Linked DNA regions of Salmo salar: region 2 is linked to region 1. Evidence: chromatin contacts called from public Hi-C data. All regions are on one chromosome and are shown on one strand. Each heading gives the region's core, a stretch centred on a gene start, on an enhancer-like site or on the middle of the called end of the contact. The rest is flanking DNA. Distances are from core to core; before and after follow the strand shown.

Region 1 (6,918 bases), core at 2,271-4,770:
TGTCAACACGACATTCTGCTAGCTTGACATTTAATTAAAGTATTTAACTAACCTTGAGTCATAGTGTTGTCGATTTTGTCAAGTTACGTAGTGGTTCAGAGAGATTTGACAGCTTTCTGCAGCTTTTACGGCTAGGCTAACGTTAGCAATCCAACTAGCTAACGTTAGCTATACCACTGAAGTAAATCCAACTGCCTAACTATATATTCTACTGAAGATAAGCGTAATACTTAACTCGACAGTCTATTTTCACTGGTTGCATGTAATTGCTGATTGAGTAAATAAAGTTGAATGTCATTTAAACAGTAGGACAAACAGGGGGACAATTATTTTCGGCATTCTACGTCCGTTTTTGCTTAACTGAGGTGATAGTTGGTTTAGTGTAAATGATCTATCGAGGAAAATGTTTTATCTTTAATTGTGATACGGTTTTGGAAACCTTGAACATATACTGTACAGTTCAACAAGACAGAAATTCAACGCATGTTACATGTGAACCAATACTCGTTTACATTAAATTCCCTACAGATCTAAGTGGTACTATCGATGCCCCAGATGTTAAATTGAACATGGGCAGCGACGATGCAAAAGACCCATATGCAACCACGTTCCTGAGGAAACGAGGCTATGGCTGGCTACTGGAAGTAGACGAGGATGACCCAGAAGACAACAAACCTCTTCTGTAAGTGCCTTCTTCAAGAAACCCATTCTTTGTCCATGCACATTGATATTAAAATGACACTGACATCCAATTTGGCCATCACTGCTAACGAAATGTGCTGTTATCTCATGATGCTCCTGTTCTCTCTCATATGCATGTATGATTAGGGAGGAGCTGGACATCGACCTGAAAGACATCTACTACAAGATCCGCTGTGTGCTGATGCCAATGCCCTCCTTGGGCTTCAATCGGCAGGTTGTGAGGGACAACCCTGACTTCTGGGGTCCTCTGGCTGTAGTGCTCCTGTTTTCCATGATCTCCATCTACGGACAGTTCAGGGTGAGGCGGCAGGACAACCTGTGCATTTTTTTCTCAGATCACACCAAAACAATGTGTCCTTTGGTACCATGTCACAATTTTCAGCTTGAAAGTTGTTTTAATTATTTGTTGCATTATTTTATTTCCTAAGGTTGTGTCTTGGATAATTACCATTTGGATATTCGGATCTTTAACAATCTTTCTGCTGGCTCGTGTTCTCGGTGGTGAGGTAAGATCAACCTTTTTAAGCTAAAATAATTCATATTCCTAGTCTTGATGAGTAGTACATTTCTCTTACTTGATACTGTACATGCCTCTGGATGTGAATTTGCTTTCTATTACAACATGAATGATGTGGCATGCTGTGAAACACTGACTTGCATTGTTTTATATCGGATAGGTGTCTTATGGACAAGTCCTTGGAGTGATTGGATACTCTCTACTCCCACTCATCGTTATAGCTCCATTGCTTTTGGTCATTGGGGGTTTTGATGTTGTTTCTACACTAATAAAGGTGAGCACATCAGCAAAGATAATCAACATTTATTCTCTCACATTTTCCACAAGAATTAATATCTAATTCAGCACTGCACATTTGATTTAACATACACTAACATATTCAGAGCTTTTGTACATCTTTAGATTTTTTTGTAGATAATACAAATGTACTCTTAAATCAGATATGAGTGTTTATTAGTTGTCAACTGTCTTTCATTTTCCAGCTTTTTGGAGTATTCTGGGCTGCTTACAGTGCTGCTTCTCTACTTGTTGGGAATGAATTCAAAACCAAGAAGCCTCTTCTCATATACCCTATTTTCCTTTTGTACATCTACTTCCTGTCACTATATACTGGGGTCTGATTGGACAAATGGCTACTGTGGGCACTTTGGTTGGAGACTGACACAAAGCACTGTGAAAAGACACACAAGGATTCATTCCACAATGAAAATAAGGAACATGGATTTTTTAAAAGGTTATTTTCTCCCTCTTTTATCTCTGTTTACAATCCTAGACTGTGGGGATAAGGGTATATGTTACGTCAGTGTATTTAAATGTGCCCCTTACCGCTTTGCTCAATAAAAAGCAGTAGCGTATAGTGTAAGGCTGCATTCAGATTTAATTGTAATTAGAACCCTGGTTTGCATTCGCATCATAATTATTTAATCAAGGTGTGAAATCTGGTTTTGGTAATCATGTTGGGGTCACATAGATTTTTGTTAATGCTTTTATTCCATAGAGGAAGGTGGTGCCAAATACAGTGCACAAATGTTCAATTAGAACCAAGGGGTTAAGAAAGACGTCAACCCCTAACTGAGGTTCCACCATTATTTTGTAAGGTAGTGGGTTTAACATACTGTTATGCATTATTTAGTTGTCATTTTATGCACCTTTTACAAACCTTTATTTCTTAACTTTATGAATTTCAGCCTGGGTAGGCCAGTAGATGATGGGCAGTTTGAGTGAAATAAAACAGTCTACTAAAGTGTGGTGCCTTTCATTAGTTGTTTATTCTTTTATTGAACTGATGTATATTTTCAGACAACTTCCTTGTATCGATTGTACGTATACCTACTGTATATAGCTTAATGTGTTGTAGAGGTGTACATGTAACATTTTTAGACCTGGAACAATAGTGATATTTATAATGAATTCACAGTGGGGGGGTTAAATGATATCAACATAATTGTCCATATAACTGTTGTACTGTACTAGATATTTTAAAATACATTCCCTCTCATATGTAAAATGTTATCATTAATCTGCATGCCTGTTAACAAAAACTCACACCCAAGCTTTTATGTAGGATTTACCATAATAAGTAAAGACTATTGGCGGGGTTAAAATTAGTTGTGGTATTTACAGTAATTAGAATATGAATTATTAGCTGTAAACATTAACAGTTTTTAATATTGTTAGTGTGTTGTGCTGACACATTGTATATAAGCTTTTAGAACAAAGACTGTTCATTTGTTGTTGAATGTGCCATTTTGATCTTAATCTTTATCACAGAGTACATCTGAAATTGGATATAAGATAAACGCAAATTAAAGTATGCTTATGGTTTCTAGTGGTAAAGGACGAACGGAAATGTGCATTGGTTTTACAGTAATGCGGTCCAAGGCAATTTCTGTTATTTGGTGTCCGTCTTCAAGGGCTTTACAAATGATAGGTCTTGGTGGGCTGCTAAAACTCAACAGACCTATTGTTGATCTGTACAGTAGGGGTTCGTTTTGCTTGCTTGCTTGCTGTTGCGCGGTATGTTATAGGGACCACTGGGCGATGGGTTTTAGGGTTTATTATTCGGGGTTCTTGGGTGGGGATCTGCTGTATATCCCAACATCAGGCAAGGGCTGGATCAAAAACAAAATAGTCATAATTACATAACTCACATAGCTAGTAATTTATATCTATGGGAGTCACAACAAACACCATTTACAGTGGGGAAATAACATTCACAGAACAGTAATCCAAAGAGGTTCTCTGTCTGGACTCCGGAGTCAACATCGCAGTGCCCTCTCTGGTGTCGCGTGATAGCCAAGCACTACGCTAGTTCCGTTTACCTGACGTTCATCTGAGTGCAACGCTCGTAGCTTTCTCAGTACTGATGGTGAATAGCTACTGCTGCGGTAACCGGTGGAGGAACAGAAGCCGCAGAAGGAGAGTCAGCAGTAGTAGAGGAGCGGTAGTTTGGGATTAAGTGTTTACAATTATTAATCTTACTCGTATAAACGGGAGCTTCCTAAAAACAGAAGGGAACGGGGAAAATAAATAAAGATGGCGGCCGCGGCCTCGCCGGGCTCCTGCTCGTCCACCTCCTCAGACTGGATTGTACTGAGAGACGGTTGCCTTCGTTGCGACGAGGAGGGCCTGCGGAGCCTTTCCTACCACCCGGCCCTTAACGCTATCCTGGCTGTTACTAGCCGGGGCAGTATAAAAGTAATCGACGGCACTTCAGGGGCCATTCTCCAGGCCTCGGCCTTGCATGGTAAGTCAGGGCCAAGGAACTAGCTAACTGGTTTAGTTAGTTAGTTAGCTAGGTAGCTAGCAATCAGGTGATTGTCATAACTATCAGATGAAACGACACTGGTCAACAATGTAACGTTACATTGGGCCTGCTGTGGTGGTTGATTTAGGCTAAGTTAGGTAGCAAATAAAAATAAACGTTAATTTGTCGTGAATTCTGACATTTAGCTACTGATTAACTTGCTAAACAAATTGATTTTGTTATCCGATTCCTATAAAAAAACACTTGAATACATAATTAGCTAAATGTCTTGAGAATCGTCTTGCTGTCAAGACGTTTTGCTAACAAGCTAGCTAACGTCAACGTTAGCTAACTAGCGATTTGTTATGAAAACAGTTCTCGGATCATGAACTGGCCGCAAAGCTAGCGAACCCGCTAACAGTGTATAACGTTTTGTCAACATTCAATCAATCGTTAAGTGTCATAATAGCTAAGTAGTTAGGCACATTATCTTGCTTAAATAGGTAGCCTCTATGAATAGGGTAAGTAACATGTAGATAGTTGACGTTAATGTTAGTTACTTAGTTAGATTGTAGTCGGTGGTAGTTACCTAGTTAATTGTGATGACACTAACATTACCAGTGAGCTAACTCGTTTCGTTGGCTGTGTTGGGCCAAGGAAGCAAAAGGTGCATTGTGAGATTGCTGGCTAACTAAGTTAGATAGCTATCTGCAAAGAAAGTGTTACTTACAACATTACTTACAATGTGAAGTCACATTCGCTAGTTGGCTACATAGCTAATACCGTTAGCTAGCTAAGATGTAAATTAATCGATGATCACCAGCACCGCGCATACATGTGTCGCAGTAAATGTTAGCAAGCTTGCTAGGTAACGTTAGTTTGTTGTAGAATATTTATCTAGTTAGGTAACGTTAGTTGGCTAGAAAGGTTATGACGTGTTGCTATTCCTACTACGCAGAACAATAAAGTAAGAAATGCCTGTCGGCAATCTAACGTTAGCTAATAACGTTTAGTTAGTATTGTAGCTGTAACATTTTGGGTGGGAAATGGTTGACGAAAGTGAACAGGCTTGACTTTCGTTTTTGTGACAATTTATATTTGACGATGCCAAACAATAGAAAACATTGGTGTTTGTTCTTCAACGTGACCCCCATCTGTAGGTACATTGAATGCAGACTTGGCTGGTGGGAGGGACTATGGGATGACGGTTTTTGCCCTAGCACTACACATCTGATCCAAGTAATGAAAGCTTGATTATTTGAATCAGCTGTGTAGTGTAAGGGCAAAAACCAAAACGTGCATCCCTTGGGGTCCCGAGGACTGAGTTTGGTTAACACTGCGTTGTATGCACACAATAATGCAATTATTAGAGACTAAGGTTACATGCACACAACAGTGTGATTGTGTATCGTCAGATTAATATAATAGTTTAATTAAAACTTTGACACACTTTGTAAGACATTTCTGTAATAAGCTTGTTTGCATGGACACTAAAATCAGGCACTCTGATAAATGCAGAAAATAGGCACTCAAAATAAACGTGCTATCACAACATGTTATTTTTGGGAAGCATATTTGATTCTGAGTTTGGACTTATAAACTTTGTACAGTGCATTCGGAAAGTATTCTGACCCCTTGCTTTTTCCACATTTTGTTACATTCAGTCTTAATCTAAGATGTATTAAATAAAAACAAATCCTCATCAACCTACAAACAATACCCCATAATGACAAAGCGAAAGTAGGTGTTACATTTTTTGGGCAAATGTATAAAAAATAAAAACAGATCTATTCAGACCCTTTGCTATGAGAGCAAAAACCAAGCCATGAGGTAGAAGGAATTGCCTATAGAGCTCTGACACAGGATTGTGTTGAGGCACAGATCTGGGGAAGGGTACAAAAACATTTCTGCAGCATTTAAGGTCCTCAAAGAACACAGTGGCCTACATCATTCTTAAATGGAAGTAGTTTGGAACCACCAAGACTCTTCCTAGAGCTGGCTGCTCGGCTAACTGAGAAATTGGGGGAGAAGGTCCTAAATCAGAGAGGTGACAAAGAACCCGACGTTTACTCTGACAGAGCTCCAGAGTTCCTCTGGAGATGGGAGAACCTTCCAGAAGGACAACCATCTCTGCAGCACTCCACCAATCAGGCCTTTATGGTAGAGTGGCCAGATGGAAGCCACACCTCAGTAAATGGCACATGACAGCCCGCCTGAATGCAAAGCGTCACTTCTGGAGGAAACCTGGCACCATCCCTACAGGGAAGCATGGTGGTGGCAGCGTCATGTTTTTCAGCAGCAAGGACTGGGAGACTAGTCAGGGTTGAGGGAAAGATGAACGGTGCAAAGTACAGAGATCCTTAGTGAAAACCTGCTCCAGAGCGATCAGGACCTCAGACTGGGGAGAAGGTTCACCTTCCAACAGGACAACGACCCTAAGCACACAGCCAAGACAACTCAGAAGTGGCTTCGGGACAAGTCTCAATGTCCTTGAGCGGCCCAACCAGAGGCCAGACTTGAACCTGATCGAACATCTCTTGAGATACGTGAAAATAGCTGTGTGGTGACGCTCCCCATCCATCCTGACAGAAGTTGAGAGGCTCTGCAGAGAAGAATGGGAGAAACTCCCAAAATACAGGTGTGCCAAGCTTGCAGCGTCGTAACCTAGAAGACTCGAGGCTGTAATCGCTGCCAAAGGTGCTTCAACAAAGTACTGAGTAAAGGGTCTGAATCCTTTTGTAAATGTGCTATTTCTGTTTTATATACATTTGTTTAAAAAAAATCTGCCCCTGTATTTTCTTTGTCATTATAGGGTGTGTAAATTTAGAAATGTTTTCAAAATACATTTTTAGAATAAGGCTGTAAAGTAACAAAATGTGGAGAAAGTCAAGGGATCTGAATACTTTCCGAATGCACTGTATGTAGCCAATTGTTCATCCTTGTTTCCCAGAAT
Region 2 (7,051 bases), core at 1,849-4,348, 36 kb after region 1:
TTTATATTTATAGTGATGCACTGATATTACATTTTTGGCCGATATCTGATATTTTCCTTGCCCAAAAACGATACCGATATTTACAATTTAAGCGACCTTTTCAGCATTCTAGTACAGTTTAAATAGTTTAAATAGTTAACACACACGGACGCAACGGTCTAAGGCACTGCATCTCAGTGCAAGAGGCGTTACTACAGTCTCTGGTTCCAATCCAGGCACGTTGTCACATTCGGCTGTGATTGGGAGTCCCATAGGGCAGCGCACAATTGGTCCAGCGTTGTTTTTGTCATTTATATATGTCCCCATTACCAGTAAAACATAATCAAAACCTATTTATTTCACTTACTTACTGTGCTGTTTCGTTCAGTCGTTTCATTCTCAACCAGGATTTCATCATACATGTCAAGCAGTGAAGTTTCAGCTCTGTCTGTCCGTGGGTCTCGCTTCCTCAGTGCACACGGTCACTATGTCCATTTCCATCTTGTCCAGCTGTGTATGTAACATTTCACGTAAACCCTGTTTCATGTCTGTATCGAAGTAGCGGTCCTTGTACAGAGCATCGAGCATGGTGGCGACACAGTAAAGAGAGAGTGCCACCCAATTGCTTGTTCACAGCCTGTCGGCAGTTTTGTTGAGCAAGTATTTCAATGCCATGACAGAGGGTATCACGTCTGTTGCAGGCACAGTTGATGAGCTGATTTCTCCAGTCAGTTGTTCGAATGGAGCTAGCTAGTGTGTTCATGTTTCAAACATGTTCCCAAATGCCGTTGAAATGGCAGCAGCGGTATGACAACCAGCACATTAATGAGCATGCAATACTACTTTCCTCAGTACAAAATCCTCGACGACCCACTGCTGTCAGACTCGGCATGTTCATGGGGCTGATATCGCTGGTCCAAATGTCAGTCGTGAAGCTAATCGCAGTGACGCTATTACTGTGTAACTCCGGTAGGGCAACATCTGAATAATAGCGCCTACTTGGTAGTGTGTACCGGTGCTCGACCAGTCGCGAAAGCCAACATCACCCATGACAGAGAACGGTTACTTGTCAAGGGCAATGAATTCCATTATCTTCGCGTTAATGGATTTCGCCTTTGAGTTGTCTCGCTGAAATGTTGTTACTCTTTCAAATGACTACTCGACTTGACTGCTCGAGCCACACAGCAGACATTGTGTGCTAGGTTAGGAATGCTGTGTTGCACGTGTAGCGCAAACCTTTTTGTGGCGTCATTACATTATGTACCTACGTTATATAGGTATCCACGTCAGCTTTGACGTTGGTTTTTCACATCGGTGTTAAACTAGACATCGGGCCAATGTTGGTATTTTTAGCTAATATCGTCCGATTCCGATATGCTCACCGATATATCATGCATCCGTAATAATAATAATAACCTCTTTCTTGATCTCCTTTTTGTTATTATCTTTATAATAAGTAATTTCATTAGCATTAGTAGGTTTAGTATAGCAGCCTTGTATAACCACCAACAAGCTGTAGGTCTAAGAGCGCATCCTGTTAAGTCTTAATACCGTAACTTACTTATGCCTATATGTCAATACTTATATAGGCTACTGTGTCAATCATTAATTTGTTCATGTCATCATACAGCATACGAGTCCTTAATGATGTGAAATGCAATCAAGCGTTTTAAATTAAAATAACAAAGCGACCATACAATAATTAGCTTAAACTAGAACTATACCATTTCATTTCGGTAATTGCATTCACAAATGCATGCGACTGTTTTTAGTCTTTGCTGTAATAAACGATTGACAAAAATAATTGAATTGTTACAACACTCTACGCTTAATTTATTTAGTGTTTACAGTGTTCCAAATGGTTGGAAATGGTATTGTAATCTAGCAGCATCGGTTTGGCACACACAATATGCATGCAGCGCTTGCTCCTTACCGTTTTCTTGATCTCCAGTATTTTCCACAACTTGTCAAATTTATTCCACACATCTGACTTCCCCTTTACCTCCTGAGCAACCAGTGAGTTTCTTTTTCACATTTCACATGTTATTGTTGGAGTTTGTTGTAACCAATTTATTGATGTGATTATGATATGCTATAGGACATGCCCTATTTGTCACGTGCATGCGATGTATACATGTCATGTAAAGAGAGCAAGGATTATTGAGGGAACAGGGAATGTTTTTCCTAAACAAGAGGGATTTCGGTAACAACTTTAGTCGGAAATGGCTGTAATTATATTGCTGCTACAGCAACACGGACAGCGAGATAAACACTGATGTTCTGTGGTCGCTGCAGCTGGGAGGAGACAACGGGTGCTTGTCTTTTTATTTCATTTGTATTTCTTTTTTGCGCAGCAAGTTTGAGCCAGTCGCAATCAAATCAATTGCGGTCGGACTCCCTCTAGTCACTTGTCTTAATTATTTCATCAGAGTTCTTAAATCATTAGACAAGCTCAGTGCATATACTGGGCGGCAGGTAGCCAAGTGGTTAGAACGTTGGACCAGTAACCGAAAGGTTGCTAGATCGAATCCCCAAGCTGCCAAGGTAAAAATCTGTCGTTCTGCCCTTGAACAAGGCAGTTTACCCATGGTTCCCCAGTAGGCCGTCATTGTAAATAAGAATTTGTTCTTAACTGACTTGCCTAGTTAAATAAAGGTTAAATAAAAAAAAAAATGTATATATAGTTGATTTTGATTTAAAACCCATAAGTGTCTATATGGAAAAATACATTTAAAAATGTCCACCAATCGATTGGACTAAAGAACAGGTCGACCAAGATCTTTTTTGTTGTTGTCTGGAACAGCCCTGCCTCACTCACACAGGACTGGGTGACCTACTTGTTCAGTCTTATTTAAAAGGGATGTCTGTAACAGTATATGTTCTATAACCAGTGAGTGACCCAACACGACTCTCACAGGTTTTTACTCATGCACATGTTTTAGCACTGGTTCCATTGCTGAGATCCAGGGCAGAAGAATCCTCTCTACTGGCTGTCGGAGTGCCAACCTGCACTCTGTTACATCAAGATCATTTTGTTGCCCTATTTCATTTAGCACCCATTGCTTTAGCTTGCTATATTGTGAATGTTTTAACAGCTGCCCCCACCCCCCTATCCTTCTGTATCAAAAGAAATACACTCCCCTTGCAAGTCCAATGCAGGACCAAGGCCTGATATTTGCAGTTTATCTAACATCCGGCATCTCTTCCTTGGCCGGATCCCAACTCACACTGCTGTAACAACCAGCTTGTGTCCAGATGAGGGACTTCCCTTTTCACTTTCCCAGTGACTTCTCACAGAATGGCATACATTGTATAATATATGTGAATTTGGGCAAACCCTGGTTGTATACTTTTATCTGCTGTACCAGCAGGGAAGGGATGCAGTATTACTGAAATGACACCCTTCTCTCTCCTTCCCTAACACTGTCTGTCGCTCTCTCGCTCTCCAGTGGGCAACAGTGACGTTCCATCTTCCACACCATGTGCTAAAGTTGGTCGCCAGTGCCATCGTGAACGAGCTGAAGAAGATAAACCAGAATGTCGCTGCCTTGTCTGTGGCCTCGTTCATAATGGACAGACTCTCCTACCTATTACCAAGCGCACGGCCTGAGCTGGGGGTGGGCCCAGGGCGCTCTGTAGATAGGTGAGCAGGACCTTAAACCATGACAGACCTCACGGTGCACCACAGAGGCATGAAAATCACTGAATGAACTTTTATCTCTCCATTACCAATTTGATGTGTTTTGTTCATTGTTTTGCCGTCATTTCTCAATTGATAAGGTTTTGACTCTTGCTGTCTGTCTTTCAGATCATTAATGTACAGTGAGGCCAATAGGAGAGAAACGTTCATGTCGTGGCCCCACGCCGGGTACAGGTGGGCACAGCCTGACCCCATGGCCCAAGCAGGATTTTACCACCAGGTAGGCAGTGTAAGGCCACCATCTCCCATCAGCTCTCTATCTCTAATGCTTACATATTCATTGATTTACTATTTCATCCTCCAATTACATCTTTATCATGCATGCACACTAGTTTGCATGCTGTTTGACATACACGTTGCTGTATGGCACACTATTGCTGATGCAGTATAAAATATATTTATTGCTGTACATCAAGTGTAATAGATTAGTTTGTTTTTATTGCGGATCACTGAGCCTCATGGTACTTAACTTGGAGTTTTTCACTGTTTGGAAATGCCTTCTCTCTCTTTGTTCCCTCTGCAGCCTGCCTCCACCGGTGATGACAGGGCCATGTGTTTCACATGCAGTGTCTGCCTAGTGTGTTGGGAGCCCACAGATGAACCGTGGTGAGTGACACATACTGTGCATTTGGAAAGTATTCAGACCCTTTGACTTTTTCCACATTTTGTTACGTTACAGCCTTATTCTAAAATGGATTAAAAAAAAACGATCCTCATCAATCTACACCCAATACCCCATAATGACAAACCTAAAATAGTTTTTTTGTTGTTGCAAATGTATATAAAAAAAAAAAACGATCACCTTTTAAGTAAGTATTCAGACCTTTTACTGAGTACTTTGTTGATGCACCTTTGTCAGCCATTACAGCCTCGTGTCTTCCTGGGTATGACCATACAAGCTTGGCACACTTGTATTTGGGGAGTTTCTCCCATTCTTCTCTGCAGATCCTTGCAAGCTCTGTCAGGTTGGATGTGGGGAGCATCGCTGCACAGCCATTTTCAGGTCTCTCCAGAGATGTTCGATCAGGTTGAAGTCCGGGCTCTGGCTGGACCACTCAAGGACATTCAGAGACTTGTCCCAAAGCCACTCCTGTGTTGTCTTGGCTGTGTGCTTACGATCGTTGTCCTGTTGGAAGGTGAACCTTCTCCCCAGTCTGAGGTCCTGAGCGCTCTGGAGCAGGTTTTCATCAAGGATCCCTCTGTACTTTGCTTCGTTCATCTTTCCCTCGATCCTCCCAGTACCTGCCGCTGAAAAACATCCCCACAGCATGATGCTGCCACCACTAAGTTTAACTGTAGGGATGGTGCCAGGTTTCCTCCAGATGTGACGCTTTGCATTTAGACCAAAGAGTTCAATCTTGGTTTCATCATACCAGAGAATCTTTTTTCTCATGGTCAGAGAGTCTTTAGGTGCTTTTTGGCAAACTCCAAGCGGGAGTTGCTGTCATGTGTCTTTTACTGAGAAGTGACTTCCGTCTGGCCACTCTACAATAGAGGCCTGATTGGAGTGCTGCAGAGATGGTTGTCCTTCTGGAAGGTTCTCCCATCTCCACAGAGTAACTCTGGAGCTCTGTCAGAGTGACCGTCGGGTTCTTGGTCACCTCCCTGACCAAGGCCCTTCTCCCCCGATTGCTCAGTTTGGCTGGGCGGCCAGCTTTAGGAAGATTCTTGGGGATTCCAAACTTCTTCCATTTAAGAATGATGGAGGCCAATGTTCTTGGGGACCTTCAATGCTGCAGAATGTTTTTGGTACCCTTCCCCAGATCTGTGCCTCGACACAATCCTGTCTCTACGGACAATTCCTTCGACCTCATGGCTTGGTTTATGCTCTGACATGCACTGTCAACTGTGGGACCTTATATAGACAGGTGTGTGCCTTTCCAAATCATGTCCAATCCATTGAATTTACCACAGGTGGACTCCAATAAAGTTGTAGAAACATCTCAAGGATGATCAATGAAAACAGGATGCACCTGAGCTCAATTTCGAGTCTCGTAGCAAAGGGTCTGAATACTTATGTAAATATGATATTTCTGTTTTTTATATTTAATACATTTGCGAACTTTTCTAAACCTGTTTTCGCTTTGTCATTATTTAAATACATTTTAGAATAAGGCTGTGACTTAACAAAATGTGGAAAAAGTGAAGGAGTCTGAATATATTTCAGAATGTACTGTACACACACACACACACCACACAACCTTCAGATCGCACATTTACTTACCTCTCATCATAATGATCACGCCCCGGCCTTCCCGTCAGGTCCGAGCACGAGCGACATTCCCCCAACTGTCCATTTGTGAAGGGTGAGCACACCCAGAACGTGCCCCTGTCCGTCACGCTGGCCACCAGCCCCGCACAGTTCCCCACACCTGATGGCTCAGATAAGATCGCCTGCTACGGCTTCGGCAGCTGCCCACACTTCCTGGCAGCCGCCACCAAGCGTGGCAAGATCTGCATCTGGGACTTGTCCAAGCTCATGAAGGTAAGGCTGTGCAGCGCGGCTAGGCGCGAAACGTGAAGTACAGTTTTGTTGATGTCTGCCTCCATGTTTTGTCCTGGATGTCTGGGCCCATTCGTCAGACTTAATTGACATGCATACAATTTATGGCATGAATACATTAATCTATGTGCGTAAGGATATTACTAATGTTTGTAAATGTGATTTGTTGATTCATGATGTTTTGTGCTCCCCTCAGGTGCACTTGAAATTTGAAATCAACCCCTACGACCCAGCAATCCTGCGGCAGCTGATTCTGTCTGGGAGCGAGCTGGCCCTGGGGACCCAGGAGTCCAGGAGGCCCACCTTAGCCTGGCTAGAGGACTCCTCCAGCTGCTCAGACATACCAAAACTAGAGGGGGACAGGTACTACTGGACACACCTATTCTATGTCAGTCAATGAAAGTTTCAATTGTGTTAAGTGCGTGTAAAAGAGGAAATGTGTGTTTCTTTTTGTTTTTGTCTCTGCCAGTGACGATCAGTTGGAGGACTCCGACAGTGAAGAGCATTCCAGATCAGAGTCGGTGACCGGTATGAAGCCTCTTCAAATCTTGTTACTCTTTTGCTCCGTAGACTTTCTAGGTATCCGTATGTTGAGCTATCGCATTTTATTTTTGTCCCCCCTCCTGTTCCCAGGCCACCCATCCCAGAGGGAGAGCATGGAGGTGAGCCTGGGCGTGACAGCACTCAGCGTCCTGCAGCAGCCAGAGAAGCTCCAGTGGGAGGTGGTGGCCAGCGTGTTGGAGGACACCGTCAAGGACCTGGAGGAGCTGGGGGCTAACCCTTCCCTGGCCCAGGCCAAGGCCGACAAGGCCAAGGAGAAGCCCGCGGAGCACCACAACATTCCCTTCCCCTGCCTTCTGGCTGGAGGC

What was found. A called contact is a pair of places that touch in the nucleus more often than the background predicts.
Region 2: a contact with region 1 is called in a Hi-C map of muscle, with 4 times the contacts expected there. The contact joins the enhancer-like site here to the promoter of LOC106606575 in region 1. A contact is called at or near these places in 3 of 3 Hi-C or Micro-C datasets (blood, gill and muscle).

Annotation. Positions count from the first base shown.
Region 1 is chrssa01:59,669,221-59,676,138 of Ssal_v3.1, forward strand. LOC106606575 (baculoviral IAP repeat-containing protein 6) reads left to right here and starts at 3,521. Exons shown (of 75, transcript XM_014202984.2): 1 at 3,521-3,965. The coding sequence starts at 3,755. It overlaps LOC106606648 (protein YIPF4), which reads left to right. Exons shown (of 6, transcript XM_014202992.2): 2 at 529-682; 3 at 829-1,000; 4 at 1,131-1,208; 5 at 1,380-1,493; 6 at 1,702-2,462. The coding sequence ends at 1,839.
Region 2 is chrssa01:59,705,308-59,712,358 of Ssal_v3.1, forward strand. LOC106606575 (baculoviral IAP repeat-containing protein 6) reads left to right here. Exons shown (of 75, transcript XM_014202984.2): 4 at 3,429-3,622; 5 at 3,788-3,899; 6 at 4,203-4,285; 7 at 5,942-6,164; 8 at 6,379-6,545; 9 at 6,652-6,710; 10 at 6,816-7,051. Among protein-coding and RNA genes, the nearest start is that of LOC106606575, 36 kb to the left of the region's middle. Within about 2 kb of position 3,099, at least 1 of the 13 cell types and tissues checked has an H3K27ac peak or open chromatin away from gene starts, as enhancers often do. A contact at or near this core is called in muscle, where this site is marked.